Linked DNA regions of Sus scrofa: region 1 is linked to region 2. Evidence: chromatin contacts called from public promoter capture Hi-C data. All regions are on one chromosome and are shown on one strand. Each heading gives the region's core, a stretch centred on a gene start, on an enhancer-like site or on the middle of the called end of the contact. The rest is flanking DNA. Distances are from core to core; before and after follow the strand shown. Region 1 overlaps ELF2 (ETS-related transcription factor Elf-2). Region 2 holds the start of NDUFC1 (NADH:ubiquinone oxidoreductase subunit C1).

What was found. Promoter capture Hi-C pulls out the DNA fragments that hold promoters and counts their contacts.
Region 1: a promoter capture Hi-C map of fetal liver shows a contact between it and region 2, with 2.8 times the contacts expected there. The contact joins the enhancer-like site here to the promoter of NDUFC1 in region 2. A contact is called at or near these places in 3 of 5 promoter capture datasets (fetal liver, fetal skeletal muscle and liver), 5 of 47 Hi-C or Micro-C datasets (heart right ventricle, liver and skeletal muscle) and 2 of 2 datasets of contacts at active chromatin or transcription factors (alveolar macrophages and skeletal muscle).

The regions. Positions count from the first base shown.
Region 1 is chr8:87,851,975-87,857,553 of Sscrofa11.1, reverse strand. All of the region lies in intron 4 of ELF2 (ETS-related transcription factor Elf-2), which reads right to left. Among named protein-coding and RNA genes, the nearest start is that of NOCT, 54 kb to the left of the region's middle. Within about 2 kb of position 1,488, at least 60 of the 83 cell types and tissues checked have an H3K27ac peak or open chromatin away from gene starts, as enhancers often do. A contact at or near this core is called in alveolar macrophages, fetal liver, fetal skeletal muscle and 2 more, where this site is marked.
Region 2 is chr8:87,693,634-87,698,735 of Sscrofa11.1, reverse strand. NDUFC1 (NADH:ubiquinone oxidoreductase subunit C1) reads right to left here and starts at 3,463. Exons shown (of 4, transcript NM_001097470.2): 1 at 3,379-3,463; 2 at 2,702-2,805; 3 at 1,113-1,192. The coding sequence starts at 3,445. The coding sequence ends at 1,133.

The DNA.
Region 1 (5,579 bases), core at 239-2,738, 160 kb before region 2:
TTGTGAAGAAAGACTTCTCACACTTGATGACTCTCCTCAAGGGAATAATGTTCACTTACAAATACAAACCTCAGAAACATTACTCTCCCCATATCATCAAAAATTGCAAGCAATAAAAATTTAGATCCATGATTCTGCATCTTCTGAGCCATTTTCCCTTTACAACTTTTAACTCACTGAACTCAATGAATAAACCTTGGGTAAATTAGCAAACCTGTCTCGAATTTCCTCCTAAAACAAGGGTTGTAAAGGAGCTTCATATTACACGAACATAACTGAATAATTTGAAAACAATTATATGTAAAATGTATTCTTTTTTTTTTTGGCTGGGACCATGGCATGTGGAAGTTCCTGGGCCAGGGATCAAACCTGTGCCACAGCAGCAACCAGAGATGCTGCAGTGACAACCTGGGATCCTTAACCCACTGTGCCATAAAGGAACACCTGTAAAATGTATTCTTTACAGAACATTATGATCACAAGGTAAACTTAAATTGTATACACTAAAGAAAGGCAATAGAACTGAAAAACAGCATTTAACTAAAAAAAAAAACTTATCAAAAAACTGATAAAATTTTATATTTTCAAACTGTAACTCTACAGGTCACCTTAGTTTTCAAAATTCCAAAAGCTTATGGAAAAAAAAAAATATATCCTCTGTTAGCAAAATAAGTCCTCTTACCTTTAGAGTATTTTTCAAAATCCTAACTGCATGGGCTATACTAAGGTTCTCACAACCCCTGGGAATACTTCTGGAAAGGTACATGTTCAACACTACTGACCCAAACAATTAATAAAAGTATTGTTAGTACCAATAATATAAAGCCAAAAAATCCCATCCCTTAATTGATACAGTATTATTAGTGGACTAAACATATACAAAGGGAACAAGCTCTCGTTGTACTCTGCCTCTTTTCCACTAATATTTAAGTTCTTGCTCTGATCAGAAAATAACTGTCAAATGTGTTTTAATCACTACTCAGTAAACTGATTTTTCTTTGGGACCTTATATTTTACAGATTATGTTCTTCTGTTAAATTTAAAGATACATGTATGCTTATGATTTCTCCCGATGGAAATGAATCACAGTTTCACCAACCAAACTTCCCTACCTAAAAACAATGGATGGAAAACAGAGGATAAGATCTTTTACAGAAATACTCTTAGGTGAATATTGCCCATCTTCCAACTCCCATCGATGGCAATATGAAACAGATCCCAAGGAAAGGAACATTTATGCTCATTACAGTCAATAAACAGTATTCAAGCACTGCTACGTCTATTCAAGGCCCTCGCTGCGCCGTCTGCTATTAGGTAAAGCTGCTTTTTCTATGTAACTTAAGTCCGTGCCCTTCCGCTGCAGCATTGGCGCTGCACATCCCCCACCCCCGCGGCCACTTCCGTGTTTACACTCCTCTTCCCTCCAATTCCATGCGTACATTGTCAGCTTCACTCCCGCCCAATCTTCATTGGCCCAGCGCGGGCCCAGAGTCCCGCCCCCAGAAACCAACGTTCTTATTTGGAACATCTCAGCGAGCAGATTGGGACCAGAGACCTGTCAATCTCGTCGGTTCTGTCCTCTCCCAGGCGCTTCCGCTATGGTGGGAGGCTTGGGGGGGAGGGGAAAAGGGGGCAATTCCGTGCTGAGACTTCCCTAGGGCCCAGACTACCTCCCGCCCGCCCCCACTCCTCCACCTTCACCCACTGTTTACAAAAATAAACGTTCTTCTCTGACGCCCCAACCCTCAGGTCAGGGATACAAAACATATTCCGTGCCCTTCCCATTCTCCCTCTAAAAAACAACCCACGAGGGAAGGGGCACAAACCTACTTCTCCACAGACGCCCACTAAATGAGGTAGGGAAGGCGGGCCCCCAAGAGAAACCCCACCCGGGGCCGCTCCACGTTATTAAGTGCCCTTCCCCGAACCGTTACTTCTCAGACCGCACAAGGTGGGGATGTGAAGAGAAGGGTCAGAGCATTTTTTTGGCGGGTATCGGTCTACCGGACATGGCCCGGGGCTGCTTCGTCCATGCGGAAGTGGAGGATTTGTGAACCAAGTCTGAAAGCAGAACGGGCGGGGGTGGCGAGCGTCCACGGGAGAAGCCCGCCGCCCCCGACCGCGGGCACTAGCGGCCTCTCCAGTCAGACAGCGTGGCAGGCGCAGCCGGGAGACAACAGCCTCACTCACTTCCTGGTTCCTGGGCAACCGGGGTGAAGCGCACAACTCGTCCGCCCCCGAGTCCCCAACTTAACTGCGGCTCGGTTCCCCGGCACCCACTGCCAGCGCTCCGCCCGGCAGCTGCCGCCGCTGCTCCACAAACCAACCCTGAAGCGACAACGCCGAATTCGAGGCAGGTTACTCTCCAAGGTGATCACTTCCTGATTCGTCGCCTCCATTACTTCATTCACTAACCCCCTTTCACCCGGCCGCCCCAGTGACTGAGGTGGACACGGTACCCCCTGCACTGACCACCACCGGGGAGTCGCCCCCACTCCTGTGCATCTCCTCTCCAGCTGCACCGATGCACAGGAGGAAAGTTCCCCTGTCCTTACCAGCCCGGATGAGCAGATCCAGCTGGTTCGTGGGTCCCTCATGCAGAGACGTCGCCATGTTTATCCCGGGGCTGGAGCTGCTGCTTCACATTGACTTACACCGTGAGCAGCGGCGGCAGGGGAGGAGGCGGAACCCGCGGCCGGAGACACACGCCGTGCGACCGACACACACTCACGCACTCGCACACACTCAGACGCCCGGATCCTTGCGCGTCCTCCGACAGGAAGCCGAGGGCGGCCCGCCTCCCGCCGCCGGGCTGAGAAACCCCACCACCTAACGGCAGGGGCGGCGGCGGCGGCGGCCGCCTCGGCTGGCAACGCGATCCTTCCGCCCCGCGCCCAGACAGGAAGTCCCGGACGCCCGCCCCGGAGAGCGCTGCGGCCCGCGGCGAGAGGGACACCTGAGGCTGGAAGTGGTCGCGGGATCCACGGCTAGGACGAGGCCCCTCGGCAGGAAGAGGCACATTTCACGCTCTGCAGAAGAAAAGTCTGCAATTGTCCTCACTCTAGAAAAGAGCCATTAATCAAATTTTCTTTCTGGAAGAGATCTAACACCCAGTCCCGCAGCTGGAAATAAAGGTGGCTGTCTAACTTGTTTGCCCGTGTCACAGCTTATGCTACCTGTAACCCGTTCACTTGAAAGCGCTGCAGTTTGAAACAGGCATACCAACAAAAAAGTGATACCTACAAAATATTGTAAAAGCTTTACTTGACAAAGTAAGGAGCTTCCAACTTCTCTCAGAGACTGACTTCGTCCTTTTCCCTCCTCAGAAGAATTAAAGAACACACTAAACAGGTTTTTATTAGCAAACAACAGAACATGCCAGTCTCTGAGAGACTGGATTATCCATTCAGAATTTTTAGTCATGAAATTTATGTATCCTCTTACATTTCTATTTGGTTCATTTGGAAACGTATTCATTTATATCATCTACTTTTTAAGATCCCTTTGATAAAACTAACGTTATTACAAATAACGTACATGTTAAAAATACAGTAGCAGAGGGAGATAAATCGCCATATAGTGACTATAAACTTATTCACAAGAGGAAATCAAGCCAATAAAATGGCTCAGACGAAGTTTCACTAAAACACACACACACAAATGCTTCCCTGGTTTCAGAATTGCATAATATTAAAAAAAAAAGTCTGAAATAAAACGTTGCCCTAAAGCTGTTTCTACGCAAAAAACTGTGCCTCCTACAAAGTAAGTGCTCAATAAGTATTTGCTGAATAAACACAAAAAAAAGATTTGGTAGCTACAAATTTTAAATAACAAGTTGTGATTTTTATGATCTAAATCGAATGAACTGTGCTGATAACTAGAGATAATTTTTTCCAATGGTAATATTAATACAATATTATTTTACAAATGTTAGGTCAACATGTCAGTGCAACCTCAGATTAGATTACATAGCTATGAGTCCTCCTCCTTCTTTCTTCTAAATAATCATTTATTCTCTTGATCCTTTTCCCTAACTTTACCACCATGATCCCCACCTTCCCAAAAAAGAATCCATATGCCATTAACAAAGTACAAACCCACCTTAAACTAAATAGGGATCTCCTTCTTGTGTTAGGTAAACTTGACACCTATTGGACAAAATAAACTATATATGACTGGTAGCTTTTTAAAAAACTTTTCTAGTCAATTTAAAATAAGGATGGGAGTTCCCATTATGGCAGGGGGGGTTAAAGACCCTGCATTGCTACACCTGTGATATAGGTCACAGCTGTGGCTGGGATTCAACCCCTGGCCCAGAAACTTCCAAATGCTGAGGGTGCAACCATAGACAAAAGATGAACTAAAGATCATCTTAAGAGTTCTCTAGTGGCTCAATAGGTTAAGAATCCAGCATTGTTACTGTGGTGGCATGGGTTTGACCCCTGGGCCCAGAATTAGCACATACCACACAAGCAGCCAAAAATCATACTTTTTTGTTTTTTTTCGTTTTTGCTTTTTAGGGCCACACCTGCAGCATATGCAAGTTCCCAGGCTAGGGATCGAATCAGAGTTGCAGCTGCTGGCCTATGGCCATAGCCACAGTAAAGCAAGACCCCAACTGAGTCTGTGACCTACACCGCAGCTCACAGCAATGCTGGATCCTTAACCCATTGAGCCAGCGAGGCCAAGGATCAAACCTGCATCCTCATGGATTCTAGTTGGGTTTGTTACTGCTGAGCCACAACAGGAACTCCCAATTTTTTTTTTTAAATAAAGTAAAATAGAGATCATCCATTGATCAGCAGCATCTTAAACTGAGGGTGTTTCCAGAGGGGGGAATGACAAGGAACACCAAGAGACTAATTGCAAACTTTAGGAAGAACAATAACAGATCTGAATTTCTACTCCTATTAATCAACAGATTTTCATGTATTATATTTAGAAGGGAAAAGAGTAATGTAAACCAAAGGTTTATTTTTTTCACAGGCGACAGGCTAATCTGGCCCCAAAAGGAGCCGTCTCCTCAATGTGGGAGTAAGTTTGAAGCCTGATAGATAATTTTCACCTTACTATTTGCTTCTTGAGGTATATCTTTTATAAATAAGTGAACAGTGTGAGTCTGAGTATTTTACTCTTGGTATATCTTAATTATAATGATCCAGGTTGGCCTTATATTTTAAGTTCCAAGAAAATAGAAAATAGAAAATACATATACCTGTATCTATTCCTGCATAATACTTTCACAGTTAATATATATACACACACACACATATTTATGCATTAAGTATATATGTGTGTATATATACTAACAGAAATTAATGCAAAAAGACTGGAAAATATTCATACACACACACACACACACACACAATTCCATGGGGTTTAATGCAATCCTGCCTTCCTACTGTAACTAGGCTCTCAAGGTGAGGCTACTGCTGGAAATATAAATTGGCACATACTTTCAAGAAATTAATATAATTATATCAAGAGTCTAAAAGAGGAATTTTATTTCCAAAGCCTAGCCTAAGGAAAAAAAATCAAGAAATTCAATGGATTGTTCTACTAAAAACATGTCTGAAGAA
Region 2 (5,102 bases), core at 2,214-4,713:
ACAGGATTTCTTTAAAATGGTTTTCAGAAATATAGTATACATATACATATAAAATAAAATCACTCTCTTTTTTTTTCAGTCGTGCCTGCAGCATGTAGAAGTTCCTGGGCAAGGGATTGAACCTATGCCACAGCAGGGACCTAGGCCACTGTAGTAACAACCCCGATCCTTAACCCAATGCACCACAAGGGAACTTCTCACTCTCTCTTTTAAATCACAGACCATGCAGTGTATACTATCTTGTTCACAGCTAGGTTTTATCAGGAATTGTCCAACTGGGTGTTAGTTACAGTGACCATCATAATGAAATGTTCATGCAGTAAAAAATTTAATAACTGAATACCCGTTCTCATGGAATTTAAATTCAAGTGTGGTATATGACAAACAGATAATAAGAAATAGAAAAATAGGAAGTTCCTGCTGTGGTGCAATGGGATCGGCAGTATCTTGGGAGCGCTGGGATGAAGATTTGATCCCTGGTCTGGCACAGTGGGTTAAGGATCTGGCATTGCTGCCAACTGTGGCTTAGGTTGCAACTTCGGCTTGGATCTGATCCCTGGCCCAGGAATTCCATATGCCATGGGGTGGCCAAAAGAGAAAAAGAAAAAGACAAATAGGAGCTCTTGCTATGGCAAAGTGGATTAAGAATCTGACTGCAGTGGCTTGGGTCATTGAGGAGGTTTGATCCCCAGCTTGGTGCAGTAGGTTAAAGGATCTGGCATTGCTGTAGTTGTAGATTGGATTCAATCCCTGGCCCTGGGAACTTCCATATGCTGTGGATGAGTGAATTTTAAAAAATTTTTAAAAAAGGAAGAAAAGAAAAAAATAAATACACAAACAACAATAATTTGTCTTAAGTGCTAGGAAGGCACCATTTATAGCATTATTAGAGTTAAAAAAATAATATGATTTTTGTTTCATTCTTAAGCACAACTTTCTTTGAACACAAAGCATAATGATTAAAAGTAATTATGCTAAGAGATAAGTTTAGCACAAACAGGAATATGGATGCTAAAAGGATAAACCTAATTTAAAAAAACCCAAAATACATGATTTAAAAGGAGGTAAATTAACTTGCATAATCTATTCATCCTTTAAAACTGCATACTTACTGTATCAGTATTTCAAAAGTTTATTCCAATCCATTTCTTCTTTTATACTCTAAAACATCTTCCTTATGTTGTTTGATGAGCTAGAAGTAGGTAATAGTTAAAATTAGAATGTAATGTTCCTGGCAACTTAAAGAGAAAGAAGAGACCAACTAGTGATATTTATATTTTGCAAGAGGAAAAAGGACAGATTAAAAGAATTACAACTATTCTAGCTAGAAATAAAAGGCTAAAGGATACAAAAGTCCAAAAACTATGAATGATATATACTTACTCACCACAATCTGACACACTCAATTTGAAAAGGCAACCCTTGAAGTTCCCGTTGTGGCTCAGTGGTAACAAACCTGATCAGTATCCATGAGGACATGGGTTCCATCCCTGGCCCTGCTTAGTGGGTTAAGGATCCGGTGTTGCTGTGAGCTGTGGTGTAGCTTGTGGATGTGGCTCAAATCTGGCGTTGCTATGGCTGTGGCGTAGGTTGGCTGCTGTAGCTCTGATTCGACCCCTAGCTTGGGAACCTCCATATGCCACGGGAGCAGCCCTAGAAGTGGCAAAAAGAGAAAAATAAATAACTAAATAAATAAAAACTCCAAACTAAGAGATCTAAGAGTTGGATGTGGGCAACAGTGGAGGAAGTGCCAAACCTATTAGCTCCAAAACTAAAATCTAATATAGCACAAATACTTTTGAGTTAACTTTAAAAAAATACTTACAGTGTGGCAGTATTTGTAGCTCTGCCAGGGAGACCTGGGTTCAGCAAATTAATTTCTCCAAGTGTTTTCTTCATTTGTAAAAGGTCAACAAGAGTAATACTACCACACTACCACTAAATGAGTTTTACATAAAAAGCACACTGTAAACAAAGACCAAAAAAAAGAGAAAAAGGCTGCTGCACACTAAGTACAATTTCCAACAATGTATTTATATAAACATTGTTAAAATCTTATGTTTTGGGAGTTCCCTGTCATGGCTCAGTGGTTAACGAATCCGACTAGGAACGATGAGGTTGTGGGTTCCATCCATGGCCTCGCTCAGTGGGTTAAGGATGCAGCACTGCCATTTAGCTGTGGCATAGGTCACAGATGCGGCTCAGATCCTGCAGTTGCTGCCTCTGGCGTAGGCTGGTGGCTACAGCTCTGATTAGACCCCTAGCCTGGGAACCTCCATATGCCACAGGTGCGGACCTAGAAAAGACCAAAAAAAAAACCTTATGTTTTGTAAGTCTAATAGGATTTAATTTGCATATCTTGTTTATTTATGATCCACCCCTGTGGCATCTGAAAATAGTACCTTCATAAAACTCAAATCTGCTATCTTCGTTAAGAGATAAAGTATAATTAATCATGCAGTAAAACTGCCATTCACAAATAAGCCATTCAATGACAGGTTTCAGCCTCTTCCCATTTTCTTGGTGCCCCAAAACCTTAATATTTTTTAGTCTCTAAGATTTCCCTCATGGAGAAACATTATTAGCAATTATATAAATATCCTATTGTATGAGACATTTGCTCAGCAACATTCAATGTCGCACTGCTATTCGTCCTCTGCACTGTGTTGGAGTCCCATGATTAAAGGGAGTAAATACTTACATAGATCCACAAGAAAACGGACGTGCCCAAGGTCAGTCCAACTTTCAGCCAGTCAGGGCTGCCATGTGGTGGTTCCCGAATGTAGAACTTTGACCGCGCTGAAGCTGAAAGGGGATGCAAAGTCTGTAAATCTATAATTTACAGTCCTGTGGGAATAAATCTGACATTTACATGTGTTACTACTGCATTTAACCCTCCCTTCTACCTCCTCTCTTAAGACAGCCACGGAAAGAAAGGTAGAGTGGTCAAGTAATTCATCCTGGGCCACCAACAGGGCCAGGTGGGTGGCCCCTGTCATCCAGGACCTCTTCAAATCCTCGCACTACGCTGGCTTTTGAGGACCCTCACGACCCAGGAGTGGGCGGATAGAAGCGCCTCCGGGAAGGTCCCCCCTCTCCGCATCTGCAGTACCAAATCTGCAGAGCAGCAGGACGAGGGGCTCAAAGTCTATTCGCAGAGACCAAAGGGGTCGAGTGGCCTCTCGGAGGAGGGTGGACCTCGGGTGATGGGGAGCCGAGAGTCAGGGATGGAGGCAAGCGTGGGCTCCGGGACTGGCCGGCGAAGGTCACAGCAGGACGAGCTCGCCGCACAGCCACCTTATGCCTCCGCGGGCGGGGTTCGCCCTGGGAGCCGCAGGCCGAAAAGAGTAGACTGCCTGCTCGAGGAGAGACACTTACAGCCACTTGGGAGCCTGGCCGATGAAAGCAGCTTTGAGAAGGGGCGCAATAACGCGGACGCCGCCATCTTGCCGGACTGGGCTCCGCCTCCCCAAGTCGCGCGGTTCCGGGGTCGGCGCGGGGCCGAGCGCCCCCTGGCGGGCGGAGGCGAGGGACTCCGGGCTCTGTGGCTGCGCTGCGTAGGGGTGTGAATCTCAAGTATCGCAGTTACCGCCGGGTACTCTAGTTCCGCTGGTTTCAGTCTTCAATCCGTAAAATGGAGTTAGGTAGGAGCGGATTAAAACGGAAAAAAAAAAAATTGTTTAGCCACTTCTCTGAGAGTTTATTTCATAACCCCGACTCACAACCCTGTGAGGAGAAGCGAATCCTCGTATTTTAGAAGGCTCAAGATCACACAGCTAGCAAGTTGGACTCGGACTGAGGTTTTTCAGACACCAGATGATGATCTTAAAACACCTAACAGGTGTAGACAGTCCTCTGAGGCCATGAGCTGCGGAGCCAAGTTCAAAGCGCCATTCTTGTTCACCTCTTTTTAGCTATATGTTTTATTTGTTTGTTGTTTTTTAACGTCCCATGCATCATTAGGAAGTTCCTGGGCCAGGAATTGAATCACAGCCCCGCAGCTGTTGGATCCTTTAACACACTAAACCACAGTGGGAACTCCCTCCTATATGATTTTTAAGTTCAAAGTATTTAACCTCTCTATGCCTCCCTTTTACATCTGTAACAGAAAACCTTAGGAGGTGTCTGGTAGTTGTAAATAACTTATTTTTGCCTAGCTCTTTGATACCTGTTGCACTGAGCAATGGGTTTTATCTTTCACATTTAAACCAGATTTTTTGTGTATCTCATTTTCAATTCAATCTGATGTCTAAAGACCATATGTATAGGTAAAAGATAAATTTTAAGGCTCTAACTCTAATCTTTTGAACTTAATGTCATTTAAGTTCATTTTAAGAGAAAAATAATGTTAGCAAATCTCCTTTTCCGCCTGTATTTTCTTTAGCAATGTCATTGAAAAAAAAATTTAACCAAAAATTATTGACTAGAGAGTAAAATAAGTGTTCTCTGTTTTCTGGTTCATTTTTACATGCAACTGATGGCTGCATAGATTGCTAAACTGTGAGTCACTTTATAGTTTGCAACCTAGTTTGAGCCTCTTGGGCTCATGTTCAAGTAAGCAAACCACCCAACTAACATGCTGAGTCAGTTGTTGGTTCTCAACTTCTCGGCTTCTCGTCCACTCAGCAACCTGTCAGTTGTATATCCTTTCTACACCATCCCTTGGAAGTTTGTCTAGACACAGCTTTTGCTAGTATCCAACAAGCTGGAACAGAAGCCATATTTAGTCAGAGCATACAGAGCCAGTAGGCAAATTACTAATTTCAGGACTGCTGTTGGAAAGGCTATTTTCTCTTTTTGCTCCATGTATCCTTTTACTAGTGTATATTTTGGGAAAGTGATGAAGTAGAAGCACATTTTTCTCAGCATGTCAGAGCTGACGGAACCCTATACTTGGAGTAGGCAGCTGTAGGTGAAACTCCATCTTGAAAAGAATCCTGATGAAGCAATTCCAGCCAGGAGGTAATAGCTATGATATTTTGGTGGAAGTTGCTACATGACATTCATTTAAGCATCTCCAGAATTTGATGCCAAAACTTTATGACCCAGGTAAAGGGGGAAGAATTTGAGTTAGCAGCCAGAAAACCAAATTTTTAGTCCTA